Regions from separate parts of the Gossypium hirsutum genome. Here region 2 is linked to region 1. A link is a contact called in public Hi-C data. All regions are on one chromosome and are shown on one strand. Each heading gives the region's core, a stretch centred on a gene start, on an enhancer-like site or on the middle of the called end of the contact. The rest is flanking DNA. Distances are from core to core; before and after follow the strand shown. Region 1 holds the start of LOC107952163 (probable plastid-lipid-associated protein 11, chloroplastic). Region 2 holds the start of LOC107952874 (squamosa promoter-binding-like protein 8).

The links. Hi-C and Micro-C count contacts between places; a contact is called where the count stands out from the background.
Region 2: a contact with region 1 is called in a Hi-C map of leaf, with 2.0 times the contacts expected there. The contact joins the promoter of LOC107952874 here to the promoter of LOC107952163 in region 1. A contact is called at or near these places in 3 of 34 Hi-C or Micro-C datasets (callus and leaf).

What each region holds. Positions count from the first base shown.
Region 1 is chrA07:36,841,772-36,846,925 of Gossypium_hirsutum_v2.1, reverse strand. It overlaps LOC107952163 (probable plastid-lipid-associated protein 11, chloroplastic), which reads right to left and starts at 2,037. Exons shown (of 5, transcript XR_005930053.1): 1 at 1,048-2,037; 2 at 896-961; 3 at 464-597. It overlaps LOC107952162, which reads right to left. Exons shown (of 9, transcript XM_016887443.2): 4 at 4,932-4,984; 5 at 4,093-4,176; 6 at 3,159-3,211; 7 at 3,004-3,068; 8 at 2,855-2,913; 9 at 2,441-2,704. The coding sequence ends at 2,615.
Region 2 is chrA07:37,364,641-37,369,185 of Gossypium_hirsutum_v2.1, reverse strand. LOC107952874 (squamosa promoter-binding-like protein 8) reads left to right here and starts at 2,839. Exons shown (of 4, transcript XM_041118154.1): 1 at 2,839-3,471; 2 at 3,758-4,521. The coding sequence starts at 3,863.

The sequences.
Region 1 (5,154 bases), core at 788-3,287:
TATAACAAAGAAAAAAAAAAAAGGATTCTCATGCATCAACATGTAGTAATCAGCTCTTATAAGGCTGTGATATGTTTTTGTTCTAGTACTTGGGAAAATATTCACATAAATGGTATATATTGCTAAACATACATTGTTTGTCACCATCAGAACAGGGAAGAAGCCCTGAATTTTTCAGATAAATATTTGAAAGCATGGCCATCCATTCAATATTCACCTGAAAAAAAATAAAGAGAAAAATGGAGGAAAATCCTTTATTCGTGACTTCATATGGCATTTGCTCGAATATTTTATATGTACATACTGACTTAACACAGAACGAAAAGTGAAATAACATTTTTTTAGTTACTACTTCTTACCCAGTTATTTATAGCTCATAATGGCCTCTAACAAACCTCAAATCAAGTCAAACAGAAGGAAGAAATAACTAAGTTTCAATTAGATAAAGGGTTAGAAAGCTCACATTTGATTACAAAGAGAGGCAAGGTTCATCCACTTTATTCTTTCCAGTTGTATGGTGCACGCTCGACAACTAAATAATCATCCCTGATATCCTTCACAACTCGTATCTCATCATCAAGGTAAACAGTTTCAAACCTATACAGAATCTTACAATCAGAAAAACACTTCTCGGCTTTCTCAAAAAGAACAGGAAACCGTATCCATAAGAAATTGCCATCAAACACAAGGAAATATTTACTATCAGTATTAAACATGTTTTTATAGAATTGCAACTTAAGAAAAGGCATCAAGGAGGAGTGGACCTTATTGTCAAATGCTAAGCTTGGAACCCAGAGTTCCTAATGTAAATCAAGACCTAAAATTATGTATTACTGCAAAATAAATGAGAATTATTACAGTCAATAATATATATAAAAAAGATACAAGTGCTCACCAACCCTGCCCAAATGGAGGCAACGGGAACTCCCAGTTTTTTCCCCTGAGAACCGCACTCGTAAACCTAGAAATTCAAAATACAATTTTATTCAGTCGTTAAGCGAGAGGAAAAGAAGGAAAAGTAGGTTTTGCTGAAGAAGAAGTAATTACTTGAAATTCACTCTCTGAGACGACGCAATTTCAATGCTGGACCGAACGAAGAAAACTCCGTCGGGTGGAAAGGTAATAACGTTATTGAGGGTCTTGTTGTCGACATCTATGACCTGCAAAACGTCGCCGGCTTGAGTACCGAAGAGGTAAGCTTTCTCTATAATGAAGAGCTGCTCTTTCTCCGTAGTCCATAGAAGCCGCCACGTGGCGGATAGGGAGTCGCCTGTGGTGACAGTATTGCGGCCCAGAACGGCCATGGCATCAATGGCTTTGATTATTGAATCGCGTTTGTTAGTGTCGTTTTGGGTTTTGAGACCCCGCTCCTGGTCGGAGATGAGATTGAGGAGGTGTTGTTTGGCTGATTGGGTGGTGAGGGAGGAGCATGTGATTTTAGGTCTAGGATAGTGAGGAGGCCGTGGTTTTTGTTTGGTGGTAGTGGAGACAGTAAGAGGAGACGATAGAGTGAGAGCCGCGAGTGACATGGTGCTTGGGTTTCTCTATTTCTTCGCGCCAGCACCAACTGATTAAAAAAAAAAAATTGAAATCTGTGGTTCAAACACAGTGGGACTTTGGGGGATAAAACTGTAATCAATGGCGTCCAATATCCCAATTTCAATTTTCTGGGCCAACCCAAAATAGCTGTTTATGATTGGTAGGGATCGACACCAGTAGCCAAGGAATACTATACGTGGATTGAAGGGACTGTTTCCGATTTCTTGCTTGCTTGTCTCCTGCCTGACATTGTTCTAGGATGGCATGGCGGCTTCATGCTAACAATGGCTTCATAGCTCTGTGTCCTTGCCTGCTTTCACCTTTCAAATTTTAATAACGAACATTATAAAATGATTGATCCCAATTTCTAAAGCATGTGAGCTTAGAACTTATCTGTCTGTTTTAACATTTTACAAAGAGAAGCTCATACTTGAGCCGATGGTGAAATTTTGCTAATTAAAAGATTTGCCGCGAAACTTGCTGAATACACAATGTTGTGTTTTTCCTTCTTCTCTTTAATCAAGTATTCCTGCTGATTTAAGATTTAATATTCATCTTAATTATCAATTTTACAGTTACAAAAATAGACTACAAGTATACCAAATACTTAACTTATTTTTAAATAATAATAATAATATAACCATATGAAAATCAACACACTTAATTCAAATTTATTTTTGAAAAAGATAAAATTGAAAGAACTATAATATATCACTTGCTACCCTTTGTGATTTATAATTTATTTTTCTCACAACCCAGACATAGGTTTAATGAATTATTCGTGCTGGATTACTACAATTCTATTTCCATAGATTGGACCAAACTATGAGGCCTTGAAACCAAACCTTGAGACCTTCTAAGTTCAGAAACCAGGGCCTTAAAAATGGAATACTAAAATTCATGTAGGAAGTTCGTTTATTTTATACATGTTCCCCGACGTGTAAACATCAGGCTCCAATTAAAATTTGAATATAATGATAGAACCTCCACCCAAAATGTATCCACTCAAAACATCGTGTTAGTGATGAAAACAGTGACATGTGAACTTAACAAAATAGCAGGGACAAGAGATGCCTCAAACTGCAATTCCATGATTACTAATTTTTGAAACCTCCTTTGTCAAAACATTCCGTTCTCGCTTTGCCTGAGACGCAAGGCTGGAAACCTGCAAATCAATTATTCCATATAAGCAATGCTTCCAAGGAAAACAGCAGCAGTCATCCAGGTTTATGGTCTATGCATTTCATTATATGACAATCAATATACTTATATATATTCAAAAAACAAGTCCATTCATAATATTCGAAGAACATACCTGCGATCGAAACCGAGATGCCTCTCTGCTTGGAAGTTCTCCAAGGGTATCTTTTAGTCCTGATGCGACATAATATAAGGAAGTTTTCTCAGCCTTACAAATGCTGAAAATAATTCAATGAACCTAATTGAGAGAGAGTACTTGAATACCTGCTGCTTGTCTTTCAATCTTATAAGCTGACTGAATTACACTTCGGATCTGCTTGCCTGCTTGCCTGAAACAAAATTGAATATGTCCAATGGCAATAATTAGCCTCAAGAGGCAGAAGTTAACATTACACTGTACTTCATTTGAAATTACAAACCTGAGTTTTGTCCGGCCACGGATCAGCTCGTCTTCGGCTACTGATGCACTTCGCTGGAAGCATAAATTTATGAAATATATTTCATAGATGCTTGATTAAAGGGCTTAAGTTGATCTAGGGAAATGATCCACTATAATTTGTGCAATACACATTTTCTAATGATATTCTAATGTACATTAAAGTTTCATCAAATAGGAACTAGAAGTCAATGTAATTCCAGGATGTATATTAAGAACAAGAAACTTTTGAAGTGGATATATACATCACCGCATGAACAGTTTGTTGGATAAAAGCTGTTTGAAAAGTCATTTCAGCAATTTAGATACTTTTCAATTCCCGGGGATTACCAATTCCCATTGAACACACAACCCAAAGCACTCTAATTAAAACAGCTCAAGTATACCTTAGGAAACAGTGAATTCTCTATTGTCATCAACATTTCATTCTTACCTTTAGATTATTATTAAAAAAAGAAAGAAAAGCTATAACTTATGTGTTTAACACAGAAGAATTCTAGAATCAGCCGAAACCAAGAGTATAAGTTCTCCACCACTGATGAACTTTCATGCATAAACTATGCACTTTTTAGGATAAGTGTATTTAACAATCCAATAAGCAGAAAAAATCCTGCTATTGAAAAACCAGCACACACCAGAGGAAGATAATTTTTGCTTCTTGGTTCAAAATCCTAATTTTCTGATTCGTAGAGATATCAGGGAAAATAAAATAGAAAACCTAAATTTTACATCACCAAGAATAGCCTATAAAACAACACTAGAAGACTGAGTAGATATGCTGAACTATAAACCAGTGGCTAGACACATTACATAGAACAGATGTCCAAAATAATAAAAACATGAAACAACATAGGCACATGATAATAGAATGCTTGTCAATAGTTTTCATCAGTTAAATCTAATGGGGAAAATGTTACCTCTAACTTCTCACTTTCAGCCTTAAGGCGGTCAATTGATTGTCTCAGTTCCTTTACTCTAATATCAGCTCTGGAAATCAAGGACTGCAACAAGAAATAGTAGGACATAAATGATAGTGGCTTTAAACTGATAAGATGTTTAATGGGTGTTGCTCACTATAATGAGCTTTCTTTTTTTGGTTCAAAATAATCTAATAAATTCAGAAAGATGCTTCCTGAACTGAGTGATTGTGTCGTAAACGGTAAAAACTGATAAATATATCACTGCATGGACCATGATGTGCAAAAACGAAATAGAAGATCCAAAAAACTATTTGGGAGGCATTCATTCAAGCAATATCGAATAAGAAGCTAGAAAAAGCTCCTCCAACATTACTACAACAGGCTGTTTCAACTTTCCCTTGACATATCAAAATTCTACTACCTTCTATGCTGCAAACTCAAATAATCCTTTGAGTTGATACAAATTTGGGATAGCCATTTGTTTCCATACTTTTACCATAAAAAATGCGTATGATTGTGAGTAGGTTAACAGATTTGAACTTTCAGGAAGAAAATGGAATTCAAGATTCTGTTGCAAGTAGATATGGATTTCACTCTTTGAGAAATTGGAATTTATAGAGACCTAACATTCCAATGTCCTGGGAGGGTAACTTTTTGCATGTAATTAGAAATCTCATTCATGTCCTTTTCTAAAATCCAAAATGAGAATAAGTAGTGGGTCTTCCAGAATCCAAATTGAGTATATGTATTTATTAGCTAAATAAACCCACCAACAAAAAGGACAAAAAGGGGACTCCATAAATCATAACATATAAGGCTAACGATATTTGACTCACCTCTTCGCTCTGAAAAAGACGCAAAGTCTTGTAATACAGTAAATGTCTTGGCCCTGGACATTGCAACAACTAGAAGTAAGAAGATGAAGAGAATTGCTTAATATGTCATTTAAGGAATTAAGCAAACTTAGCACTTGCAAGGCTGGGAATCGTAAACCTGCAAGTTCTCTAAGGAACAACTTTATCAAGACCCCTTAACAATTCTAAAACACTTAAACTAATC
Region 2 (4,545 bases), core at 1,590-4,089, 520 kb before region 1:
TTATTTCAACTCAAAGTTTTCGCCATTTTTATGGCCCATGTAATCGCTTGGATTGAGCCGTAACATCTAAGCCCGGTTTGAGGTGTTACAAAAAGTCCCACCATGCCCAAAGCACTACCCTGACCTACGAAAGCATTCCCTTTAAAATTAAACCCCATCATGGGATGAATAGGACCCGAAGTAGGTCCGAAAGGTGTGTCTGAATGTCGTCACTAGAGACTCTTTCTAAAGAAACACCCTCCGTTAATCCTCCAGCTGCCTCATTTCGCAGCCAAACACTGTCAACTACAGTGGCCCTCTAACCCACTGCCTGTAGAGATGCATCCCACCCCATATCAGAATCAGAAACATCCCTAGTCAATTGTATAGGACAGAAACTATCACCATGCCCCAAACATCCATACAGGTAGCAAAATAGTGTCAATTTCTCATAATAGAAGTGCACATACATAGAATTGCCAGGGGAAAGTAGAATTTTCTTCATTCGCTTTAATGGAGTCTGTATATCAAGCTGAACCCGCATGCATAAATAAGAAAGAGTTCCACTACTTATCTGTTTAGCATCATACTTTTTAAAAGCACTAACAAAATTACCTAATTGCAGAGCAACAATTTTCGAGAAACAACCTAACGACAAACCATGAACTTGTACCCAAAAATAGGAGTAGACCAACGACACAAGCATTGGGTCTTTATTTGGTTGCAAACAATGAAACACTACCAGGTGATTATTGAAAGTCCACAAGGCACTAGTCACCACCCGGTCAATGTCAACTTGATGGAAGAATTGGAAGAGAAACCATTAATCCCCCAAATAAGAAATTTGAATACCTCCAAAGGATGCCAAAGATTAGCCAACGTTGTGCGCGTAACAGGGAAATGCACCACACTGACAATAATGAAACAACCCAACAAACATAAATCATAAAGAGGTTTTGGTGTTGTCGAAGCCCTCACAATTTGAATTTCATCATCCTTTATTTCTGAGATTTTGAGAGCAGCCAAGTCTTGTTCCATAACTGTGTGGAACCTCAAAACCTCCCACCCACTTGATCCACAAACAAATAAACAGTAAAAGAAAGGAAACTCGAGAAGAAAGAACTTTCAAAGAAGACAACCGAGAAGGAAGTAACCACCGTGCCAAGAAGTAGACAAACCCCAACCTTTCTCTTTTTTTTTTCACTGTGTAATTGAAGTCTCAGGTTAAAAGAATTTAGATAATTTTTACTTATTTATTTAATTTCTTTTTTTTTTGTAGTAAAAGAATTGGAATGAAAAGGAAGATAATGGGGTTATTAAAATTAAAATTGGGTGATTTCAACCAAGAAAAAATTCTCAAAATTTTTAGAGTAAAAAAAATTTATTAAAAAAACCCAAAATTTTTAAAGTGAAATGGTCGACCAATTTTTTTAATCAAGAAAAACAAATACTAAATGTCCAAATTGATTAATTTATTTAGAATAATTTTTTTTAATATTAATAATCCTAATCTCTTTCCATTTTTTTTAAAAATTAAATCTGAAAATAAATAGTATCCAAAAATTTTCACCTTGAAACTTTAATTGCATGGTAAAAAGAAAAAAAAAGGAAAGATTATGTGGTGGTGTTTTTATTTTAATAGCTAAAATGATTTTGATTCTCATTTTAAAAGTTATTGTGACCCTCAACTTCCCTTACTTTTCCCTAGCTTAATTTACAAAGTCTATCCAATTAAAGAAAGAATGATACTTTCCCTTACTTTACTTTCCCCTCGTCACCTCCAATTCAAACATAGGCTAAAAGAATAAAAACAATTGAAATTTTTTTTTACATGAAATGATAAATAGTTCATTATCTACTTGTTATTTTCAACACTTTTTGATTAAAAAAAATTTATCATTTATTTTTTTATTGTGTATTATTAAACATGCTTAAAAAACTAAATAATTAAAAATATTAATTTTTTGTTGATTTAATTTTTTTAACGTGTTATCGAACAAGACCCTTCATTATAATTTCACAATGGCTTAAATCATAAAATGGTACCTAATCTATACTTCATTACCTAAATTAGTACTTAAGTTATACTCCGCTATCTAAATTACCCAAACCATTAAAAAAAATCTCTTAGTCAATCATTTTATGACACTTGGCAATTTTTAACTTAAAAAATCCAAAAAAATTAAATATTATTTCCTTAACTTAAAAAAAAAAACACTCATACACATATTCTATTCTTTTGTTCTTTCACCAAAGAACTTCCCCACAATTCTTTCTTTGCTTTTAATGCATTTGTTAACTGATAGTTTTTTTTATTTTTTTGCTATCTTCTTACCATTTTTCCCACTCAACTTCTTCTCTATATTTGAATTTCATGTTTTATCTGGGTTTTTTCATTATAAAACTTTACTTAACATTAACTATTTTATATGCAAAATATAAAGAAAAGAACAAATAAATTTACTTTTAAGAAAAATAATAGATAGATTTTGCATTGGGGGTAAGAAAGGACTCAAAATTGAGATTTAAAATAGAAAAGAAGCCTGTCAGAATTTGGGTTGTCAACAAAAATTAGAAACTGGGCAAGAAAATTGAATTTGGATTAATTTTTCGACGAGTTTTTTAAATTTCGTCATCAGGTTTCCTAGGTAAAGAAAAAAGAAAAAAATATGTTTATAATTTTTTAAAAAGTTTTTTTACGTTAAAAATTATCACATATCACAAATTAATTGATTAAGAAATATTTTTTAAGATAAAATACTTTAATAATGGGACATAGTTTAGGTACCGTTTTGAGTAATGGTTGTGATGCAAACTTACAAAAATAGATATAGTTAGCTACCAATTTATTTATGATAAAAAAATGAAACAGTGGTTTTCATTTCCCAATCACAGTCCATGAATATCCTAATGTTTGGTTTGGCATGAACTGAAATTGCTTTGGTATGCAAAACACACCATTTCACCTCTTTTCTTTATTGCCAACCAATTAAAACAAACATATAGTGATTTAATTGGTAATGTTAATTCCCAGCAATAGAGGAGGAAGGTGAAGTGGGACCATGGCACCGCGTGGCGTAAGCCTCACAACCCAACCATTTTAAATAATTGCAACTGGGGCGAGATATTGGCCCAAACATCGTGGGAAGGGAACCCAACCTTCCTCTCTCCGTTTTTCTTACTGTGGTTTTGGCCCCCACTCATACGTAAACATCATGTGGGTGTTACTGTAATTTCTTCTCCCACTCTCTCACCTACATTGTGTGAAGTTGGAGTTGGCTTTCACAACGACAGAGACTAGAGAGAGAAAGATGGGGGGTGTTTTGTATTTTAAGGCGTCAAAAATGTGCGACCTTGCCTTTAATCAACAAATATTCCAGAGGGTCCTTAAATGAAGCTTGCTCCCGTAAGTGTAGGGAATTTTACGAGCTGAACCAACTCCCTCTCTGGGAATCCCAAATCCCCCACTGCTTCTTCTATGTGTTTAAGCTTGTAAGGTCAGCTTCTTTTTTCTTTATCATATTTTAATTGCTTTGTTTTTTCTGTGGAGCTAAAGAAACCACCTTCAACACCGACATGTCCTCTCGCCTCAACTGTTCATTCTCTAATGCCCCTTTCTTAAAAGATAGCCATTAAAACTTCAACACTACTTACTTATCCTGCCCCCCCTCCCCCCCTCGATTTATTTCTTGTAAACGCTGACACTTTTACCATCCCTTTCCTTCTCTGTCTCTCTCTCTCTATCCCTTTAATACTTTGTTGTTGTTGTTGTTGACAGATCATCAATGGTAAGCAATCATACCGACAACAAAAACGACACCGTAGCCTCGCCGGAAACAAGGGGAAAAAGGGTTTTTCTTTGAAATTTTGCTGCTCCCACACCATGTTGGAATACGAATGGGGAAACCCCTCTTCAATCATGTTATCGGGTGAAGAGACCGCCCAAGAACCCGACCCCAATCGTCAGCTTTTCCATCACTATGCCACCACCACCACCACCACCCACCACCAACCTTACAACGAAACCCTCCTTTCTCATCACAACCCCACTGTTTTTTCTCACCAAAACCTCTTCCATAACCCTAACCAAGCCCAACCCCCCCAACACCCTGCTACTCTTCATTCCTTGTACGACCCGCACTCCTACTCTGCCACCTCCGCTTACTCCACTGCCCACGCTTCCTTGCTCTCACTGGACCCAGTTTCTGCCGTCGGAGGGAGTGGAGGCGGTTACTTTCTTGTTCCCAAGACGGAGGAAGTTTCTAGACCTGTTGACTTTACTGCCAGGATTGGTCTCAACTTAGGTGGGCGTACGTATTTTTCCTCCGCCGAGGATGACTTTGTGAACCGGCTTTATCGCAGGTCTAGACCCGGAGATCTCAGCTCAACCAATTCCCCCAGGTGCCAAGCCGAGGGTTGCAATGCCGATCTTACCCACGCTAAGCACTACCATCGCCGCCATAAAGTCTGCGAGTTCCATTCCAAAGCTTCCACCGTCATCGCCGCTGGGTTGACTCAACGATTCTGCCAGCAGTGCAGCAGGTTGAAGAGTTTTAAACTTAAATT